Linked DNA regions of Sorghum bicolor: region 1 is linked to region 2. A link is a contact called in public HiCAR-type data. All regions are on one chromosome and are shown on one strand. The core of a region is the stretch at or near the end of the contact, and the rest is flanking DNA. Distances in the headings are between cores, read along the strand shown. Region 1 holds the start of LOC8065710 (TORTIFOLIA1-like protein 3). Region 2 holds the start of LOC8061492 (probable kinetochore protein NUF2).

The links. HiCAR-type assays count read pairs that join an accessible place to other places.
Region 1: a contact with region 2 is called in a HiCAR-type map of leaf, with 8 times the contacts expected there. The contact joins the promoter of LOC8065710 here to the promoter of LOC8061492 in region 2. A contact is called at or near these places in 1 of 4 Hi-C or Micro-C datasets (leaf mesophyll) and 1 of 1 datasets of contacts at active chromatin or transcription factors (leaf).

What each region holds. Positions count from the first base shown.
Region 1 is chr10:9,276,820-9,281,240 of Sorghum_bicolor_NCBIv3, forward strand. LOC8065710 (TORTIFOLIA1-like protein 3) reads left to right here and starts at 2,718. Exons shown (of 5, transcript XM_002436741.2): 1 at 2,718-3,761; 2 at 3,854-3,977; 3 at 4,337-4,421. The coding sequence starts at 2,982.
Region 2 is chr10:9,238,014-9,242,086 of Sorghum_bicolor_NCBIv3, forward strand. LOC8061492 (probable kinetochore protein NUF2) reads right to left here and starts at 2,141. Exons shown (of 9, transcript XM_021449400.1): 1 at 1,934-2,141; 2 at 1,655-1,824; 3 at 1,498-1,560; 4 at 1,346-1,365; 5 at 1,180-1,224; 6 at 738-805. The coding sequence starts at 2,024.

The DNA of each region.
Region 1 (4,421 bases), core at 1,468-3,967, 39 kb after region 2:
GTTGTGGATAAAGTTTGGAATTTCTAGTCACATGCTCGCCGATCTCGATGTACCGTTACATCAGCGGGATGGCACCCAGCGAGATTCGCAAGGCATAATTCATCCATTGGACCGTGATACTTTTTTATTTATTTACAGTTATCATGTAATTATCTACTATCTTCCTCTTAAATATTGTTATAGTGTTATTCATCTATTTGTTGTTATCATGTTATTATCCAGCGTAGTAGCTCGACTAATTAGGTTTCTTGTTGTGGAACATATGCTTCCGTGAGTTTAAATCCTTATTCAATACAGGCGTTTATATTTTTCTAAATTTATTTTTAAATTAATGGCACTGCTCTTTTTAAGGTAGACGACATGCCATCGACAATAAGACGTTTGTGTTGACTATCAAATCTCGAAATATATCGACTCAGGGTAGGGATGTTTGAAATACAGAAATGTAGCAGTAATTGCTCAGGAATTTTACATAGAAAAAAATTCCACATTTGAAACATGCCCTAGATGTGTACTCCCTCCATACCCATAAACAAAGTTGTTTTGGACAAGGTTTGGGTCAAACATTGGGAATATAAATCATGAATAACTTTTAGGTTGTTGAGTTTAGAAATGTGAAAATCATATGAATATATTTGTCTTGAAAAATACTTTTATAAAAATATACATATATCAGTTCATAAATATTTTTATAAAAACAAGGAGTCAAGTTAGGCTTTGGAGACCGTGTCGTTGTCCTAGGCGACTTTCTGTAACATCCTGGGCTAGTGCTTAATAGGATTAATAGGATACCCATACCAACAAGTTGCAGCTTTTTTTTTCCTGAAGCTCATCTTCAAAGAACTCTAAAGTTAAGCGTGCTGGGCTGAGAGAAATTTAGAGATGTGTGACCGACCAGGAGGACAAAGTATGCAGAAAAGATCAGTGTTGGTATGTGTTGGCTATGTCCTAGAAAAATCAGCCAGATATAAGCACGAGTGAGGATAAAGTGCGGAGAAAAGGCTGGTGTTGTGTATATGCATGTGGGTGGATGTGGGTATATGTATATGTATATAAGCTTCTATGTCTATACTTTATTTCGCGAACAAGGCTGTAGAGCCCGTATTGCTTCTATGTCTATACTATAAGTCTATAATTGGCAAAAGTTTTTACTATGTACCAGCATTGTTTCTTTGGATTTTTAAGTGGCAGACGAAAGCTTATCATGACTTCGTCAATTTTAAGACCGATCGGCTCAATTTCAGTATTCCAAAGGTGTGTTCATATGGTGTACGAGTACCATGATTAGCAAAATCCAATATTAGTAGCGGCAAGTAGGTTTTTTTTCCCCAACTCTGTTAGCTAGGAATCCTCAAACTGAGCGGCATACACCATGTGTTGAGACTTAGAAGTTGTGGCATACAAAGGCACTAGGAAAATCATAATGAAAAGTATTTTTTGTCTAATGACCTTTTCGTACCATCAAAGTTTCCTCTCATTGCTGCCATCATACAAACTTTTTCCATTAGCTCGGTGTGCTGCTATCGCCTAATTTCTAGCTTAATCATGATAAGCTGACACCTCTCTTTTTTTTAAAAAAAGTTTTTATTTGCCATTACTTCCTCCATAAAACATAACATGGACCTGAATTTACTTGAGGGGGTAAACAGAAGGCACAGCAACTGGTGACCTACCAAAACCAATTCCGGGGGAAACCAAACCACCAACCAAGGAAATTACGATGCTACCTGCTAATTTTTCACCGCTCATCACACCAAACACCAACCAAAATGTGTACTACTATACTGCTCCAACTGGAACCATGAAATTCCACTAATAACACGTCTCCAGAAATGGACCAATTGTCCCTACAGTGTTTGATAACAAAAAAAATGCATCGCCATCTCGGAGATGGCATCGAAATACTACGGCTAAGGCCTTGTTTAGTTCCAAAATTTTTTGCAAAATAGGAATAGTAGCACTTTCGTTTGTATTTGACAAATATTGTCTAATCATGAACTAACTAGTCTCAAAATATTCGTCTCGTCAATTTCGTCCAAACTGTGCAATTAGTTTTTATTTTCGTCTATATTTAATACTCTATACATGCGTCTAAAGATTTGATGTGACGGGGAATCTGAAAAATTTTGCAAAATTTTTTGGAACTAAACAACACCTTAAGGCCTTGTTTAGTTCCGAAAAATTTTGGGAAATGGACACTGTAGCATTTTGTTTGTATTTGACAAATATTGTCCAATCGTGGACTAACTAGACTCAAAAGATTCGTCTCGTCAATTTCGACCAAACTGTGCAATTAGTTTTTATTTTCGTCTATATTTAATACTCCATGCATGCGTCTAAAGATTTGATGTGACGGAGAATGTGAAAAATTTTGCAAAATTTTCTGGGAAGTAGCCTTGTTTACTTCCAAAAAATTTTGCAAAATAGGAATAGTAGCACTTTCGTTTGTATTTGACAAATATTGTCCAATTATAGACTACTAGGCTCAAAAGATTCGTCTCGTCAATTTCGACCAAACTGTGCAATTAGTTTTTATTTTTATCTATATTTAATACTCCATGCATACGTCTAAAGGTTCGATGTGACGGGGAATTTGAAAAATTTTGTAAAATTTTTGGGAACTAAACAAGGCCTAAACAAGCCTAAAAAAGACCATTATTCAATGCACAGCGCAACGCAACGCAGTCCACTCCCAAGATCTCATCTCATCTCCCTCTCCCACCCGGCAGGGCACCCGCCAGCCATCCCCTTCCTCCAGCTATTAGTACCCGCCACGCCATCGTCCCCGCTTCGCCGCCCCCGCCCCGCCTGCCTCTCCGGACTCCCACTCTCCATCCAAAGCCACCTTTCTTTCTTTCTACACCCGAAAACCCAACTACCTGCACCGAGCCCAGCCACGACGGCTCGGCGCACTCCACCGTCGACGCCTCCTCCTCCTCCTCCTCCGGAGCAGTGAAGCTACTACACTAGGCAGGCACGCCATGGGCCCCGCGCCGAGGGAGCCCATGAAGCAGCGAGTGAACCGCTGCCTGCTACGTCTCTCGGACCGTGACACGGAGGCGATGGCCGCTGCCGAGCTGGACGCGATCGCGCGGGAGCTCGACGCCGACGAGCTGCCCGTCTTCGTGGCGGCCGTCTCCGACGCGCGGCCCACCGACCGGACGCCGCTGCGCAGGCACTCGCTGCGCCTGCTGGCGCTCGTGGCGGGCGAGCACCCGCGTGGCGCCGTGGCGCCGCTCGTCCCGCGGCTCCTGGCCGCCGCGCTGCGCCGCGTCAGGGACCCGGACTCCTCCGTGCGCGCCGCGCTCGTCGACGCGGCGCGCGCCGCTGCGGGCGCCGCGGCGTCGCCGCCGGCCGCGCTGGCGCCGCTCGCCGACGCGCTGCTCCACGAGCAGGACCAGTGCGCGCAGCTCGCCGCCGCGCTGGCCGCCGCGGCGGCCGTCGAGGCCTCCGAGCCCACCGACGACCTCGCCGCCTACCTCCGCGCGCTCCTCCCGCGCCTCTACAAGCTCCTCCGCAGCGCCGCGTTCAAGGCCAAGCCCGCGCTCATCTCCCTCATCGGCACCGCCTCGGCTGCCTCCGGTGGGGGAGCCGCCTCCGCCGCCGTGCCTTGCCTCCGCGACGCGCTCGCTGGCGATGATTGGGCCGCCAGGAAGGCTGCCGCCGAGGCGCTCGCTTTGTTGGCCCTCGAGCACGGAGACGACCTCGCTTCGCACAAATCTTCCTGCATTACCGTCTTCGAAGCCAAGAGATTCGATAAGGTCGGGCGCATCACCAAACTTCGGATCTTGACCTCGTAGATCTGCTGCGGCTTCTTGACATTTCTGACACCTTCTTGGTTGGCACAATGCAGGTGAAAATAGTGCGCGAGTCCATGAACCGGATGATCGAAGCATGGAAGGAGATCCCAGATTTGGATGAGGACGTCTCCTCCTTCGACGCCCCACCATCGTCCCAGTCTAAATCTTCTCTCACAGGTGATGTGGCTATCCATGAGGGTCGGTCTATTCACTATTTTTTTTCTTTTGTCATTTGGGTGAATTTAAGGTCTGTGCTTGGTTTGGGGTTTTGACTGCATACCGTAAGTACACTTAAAAAATAACCTACTTGGTAAAAGACAGAAATAGTCCTTGCTTGGCACTAGTAAAACACACTGAAGAATAAATAGTTCTTTGCTAAGAAAAAAAATAGTATTTCGCAGTTTTCATAACCTTTTCTTTTAGATACGCACCGCAGTATGCATGATATCACATTTGTTGGATTTAGTTGTCTGGATGAGAGTTATTCAGAGTATGGATGTTCTTGTCTAACATTGTTTGATTGTATAATTGGACAGAGACTGCAAGTGATGGCCGATACCCCGCCGATTCCTTGGGCTCCACCTCTACTACCCCTTCAATTACAAGGAGGAACTCATGGCC
Region 2 (4,073 bases), core at 891-3,390:
AAAAGAAGTTTTACAAAATTTAACAACACATTGGAATGATTTAGTAGTTTGCTGGAAAGGAAGATAGACACCGCTGGCCTGCGTGCTGTAGCAGCCCTCTCTGGCTTGTAGTAAGTCAAACTGGGTTTTAGTGGGGTATATTCTCCTGTGTCTGTCTGGACCTTGGTTTTCTTTCTGGGGTGGCGAAGATGCTGGCGGTTTTGGTTGCTCCACTGGCTGAGCCCTTTGTGCTCGGTCTGGTGAGCAATATGAGGTTTTTTGGGTCTTAAGCTTGTCTGATGGCATGAAACTTTGTTATTTCGTTACTATTCATAATGAAATTCAGTTCATCCGTATTGGAAAAAAATAGATTCATAGGTAACAAAGCCAACACCAAACTGGGTTATCTTGAAATTCCTCTCTGTTACTAAATAATAAATAATCACATGTTTTGCTTACGGTATTAAATGAGCAATTATTAGCTGTCACCTGGCAATGCACAAAAACTCTAAATCATAATGTACAGAGTCAGCTTCAACATAATTTAATATTGCAAACTTATGGTTAAAAATTGAAGCAGAGTGCAGTGTGCAATTCTTAGAGTTTCAATCATCCATAATTTATATCCTATAAAAGGAAAGAAAAGCTACGAAGAAGCAATAACCAAGAAATGACTAGAAAAACACATATTCAATGGAATCCCTTGCACGATTCAAGAACAGAAAGCAGTATGTTGCATTCTGATTTTCACTACTGACCTTCTGTAGATGGCAGCTCACAGTGATTGGGCTCTGCTAATTCTAGAGAGGCCATCTGTTGAAATTGCCTGTAGAAGAAGAATATTATTTCTCTAGATAATGAATAAGATAGTACTACTTTTCGATAATTAACATGATACTGACAAAATTCAAGCTTACAAAAACAAGTTTTAGCCAGCAAGGAAATGCCAAATTCATGGAAATTGAAAACAGTAAAAGTAGGATGTAATAAGAATCTTAAAGTGCCCTCTTAGTGCAATGTCATGACTCATGCGAGCACCCATGATACATGTTTCATATGAAAGTGTCACCACTGTGCTCCCTTGTACCTCACATTCTCAAGTTGAGAATACCGAAACAATACATCATATCCCTACTATACAGAGGTAATTACTGCCAACACCGCAAAGAAGTCACAACAGACAAACAAAACAGTTCATACCTTATCTTTGCATTCATCTCATACATGTTGCTAATGAACTCCTCTCTGCAACAGTGAGGGAAAGTATGACCATGATCAGCAGCGAGCAACAAAATGATAGTACAGAACAACACATATGGGGATTTTGCAGAGCAACAAGGCATTAGATAGAGTACATACTACTCACCTCTCATTGTCTCCCTTGCTCTTTTAGAGCAAATTCGTGAAGCACCAGCAGCACATCCATTCCGATCCAAACCATACACCAGGATGAACATACGTTAATTAATACTAAAGCAACAAAGAGCCCAAATTCGCTGCGAAATGCGGAGCTCTAACTTTGAGCGCGTCCAGATGAGTGCCGGCCTTCGAGATCTCCTCCTGGAGATGCGAGATCGTCGCCTAAACGCACCAGATTAACTCGGATCACGGATCACGAAAATTGGGCATAGAAAGCGTGATAATTCGTCAATTTCAAGGCGAGACGAGGAGAAACCTCTAGCGCAAGGATGGAGTCGGCGGCGATCGCGGCTTGCACCTGGCTCCCGCGGAGGTCCTGCTCCGCAGCCTCCCGCGCGCGCTTCGCGGCGTCGAGCTCCGCCGCGGCCGCGTCTGACGCGGCGCGCGCATCGGCGAGGCGCCGCCTGAGGTCGGACACCCTGCGCTCTGCGCGCACGCCAAGCGAGAGACGGAGCGCGTCCGATCAGGTGCGGACGCGCGTGAATAACCTAGTGGCGTGCGTGCGCGCTCGGCGCGGGAGGGGTTGGGTGCTTACCGCCGTGGGACTTCTCGTAGGCGAAGTCGCGGATGATGGAGAGGAGCTGCTTCGGGGTGTCGCCGCCCGACGCCGACGCAGGTGCAGCCATTGGCTCCGGGAAAGCGGTCCGTGCCGTGGAAGGCCCTTCTGGAAGCTTCTGGAGAGGGTCAGGTCGGGACTCGGGTGGGGTTGGGGTTTTGTTTCCCGCCTTTGGATTTGGGGGAGGGATGGTCGAAGAAGAGGGGAACGGAATGGGCTTTAGTGCTCTTGGACTGGAGGCCTAAATAAGGCCTCGTTTAGTTCCCTATGCGAAAAATGTTTAGTCAGTATATCAGTTTCATTTATATTTAATAATTATTATCTGATTATGAACTAACTAGAATTAAACGATTTCTTTTGCAAGCTACAAGCAAATATATAATTATTTTTTATCTATATCTAATGTTCCATGCATGTGATTCAAGATTCGATGATGGGGAATCTTGAAAAGTTTTTAGTTTTTAGATGAAATGGAAAAAGTTCACCTCTCTTCCCTCCACTTTCACGAAAGACCGTTTTTCTCTGAACTCCAACATCGAGCAAATCATCTTCCTTAACTTTTAAAATTATACATTTTACCTCTCTGACCCAGTTATAAACGTTTTAAAGGTGGTTTTGTCTTTTTTTTCTTTTAGTTATTCTGGCTGAATATTTAAAAAATCAGAGTAAATCACAATAAAATCATAAAATGGAAAGCCTAATTTTGTTGAACTCCACATGAGTAGATCTACACAGTGAACATATAATATGATATGTTTTAGTATAAAGTTTTTGCTGTAGATTTTAATCTATTATTTTCTATAATTAATTAGAATAATTCATAATTGTAGTTTATATGGTCCAATTATGGTAAAATTTTTACGGTGGCATAATTATTATGTGTTGAATTATAGTAAAAATTTAGTATTCACTGGATAGTTTATAACTTAGTTATAGATTTATTTAGGGTTTATGTTTAGATTTATTTAGATTTAACAAGCATAAACCCTAAATAATTCTATAACTAAGTTATACATGAACTAACAAAATTGGATTTATTTATTTTATGATTTTATATGATTTATTATGATTTTTTAAAAATTGAGCAAAAAAGATAAAAAAAACAAAGCCGCTTATAAACCGGGCCAGGGAGGTAAACACATTGTTTCAAAAATTAAGGGAGGTCATTGCTCGATTTTAGAGTTTAAAGAAGAAAAGCAGACTTCCACAAAAGTTAATACTTCCACCACTCGACGACATTAGGGGGGAGCATTTTAGATGGGACTTGAGTCGTCGACACGTGTGGACCCTAAGGACGAATGAGAGCATTTGGCGTGGGCTGTAAAAGTACTTCCTCTGTCCCTAAAAGCTTCAATTTATAGAAACCGTATCAATCAAACTTTTAAGGTTAACCAACTTTATAGAAAAAACATCAATATTTATGACAAAAAATGAGTATCTTATAAAAATATATTCTATGATAAATTTAATGTTACTAATTTGGTACTATAAATTTTAGTGTTTTTTCTAGAAATTTGGTTAAAATTTAAAAATTTTGACTTAAGACACCTCTAAAAATTGAATTTTTCGGGACTGAGGGAGAGTATAAGATAGGGAGACCCCTTCGGCCTGATGCATTGCGACTTACGAGTTTGAGAGAGGAGAATTTTTAGCTTCGGACCAAGCAGGGAGAACAATTTTGAGCGGAAAACTCATTTTTGCCTAGAAAACAACCACCGTGTATCTTCAACTCTTAAAATTGTTTAGGTTGTGATAAAAAAAAAGGTTTAAAAGTTACCTTTACCCGGTTAAATGGTTTTCTAGACGGTTTCATCATTTTCAAACTAATATTAATTTATTAAACACCTGACAAGATTTTTAAACCACAAAAAGTTATCTAGACTTACCTATATTTTGGAACGGAGGAAGTAATAAAAGCCTTAGTGGTTTTCATAATAAAACTATGACGTAAAACATCATGAATGCAAGATACATTTAGAGCTTGCGAAAAATACATTTATAAGCTTCCACAACTTAGATTTCACTATAGAAAAAATTAGAAAAATATATCAAAATTAGAAAATTCCTAAATTATTCTAATCAATCTTTTTAACATACTTTTAAAAACATCATATGCAAC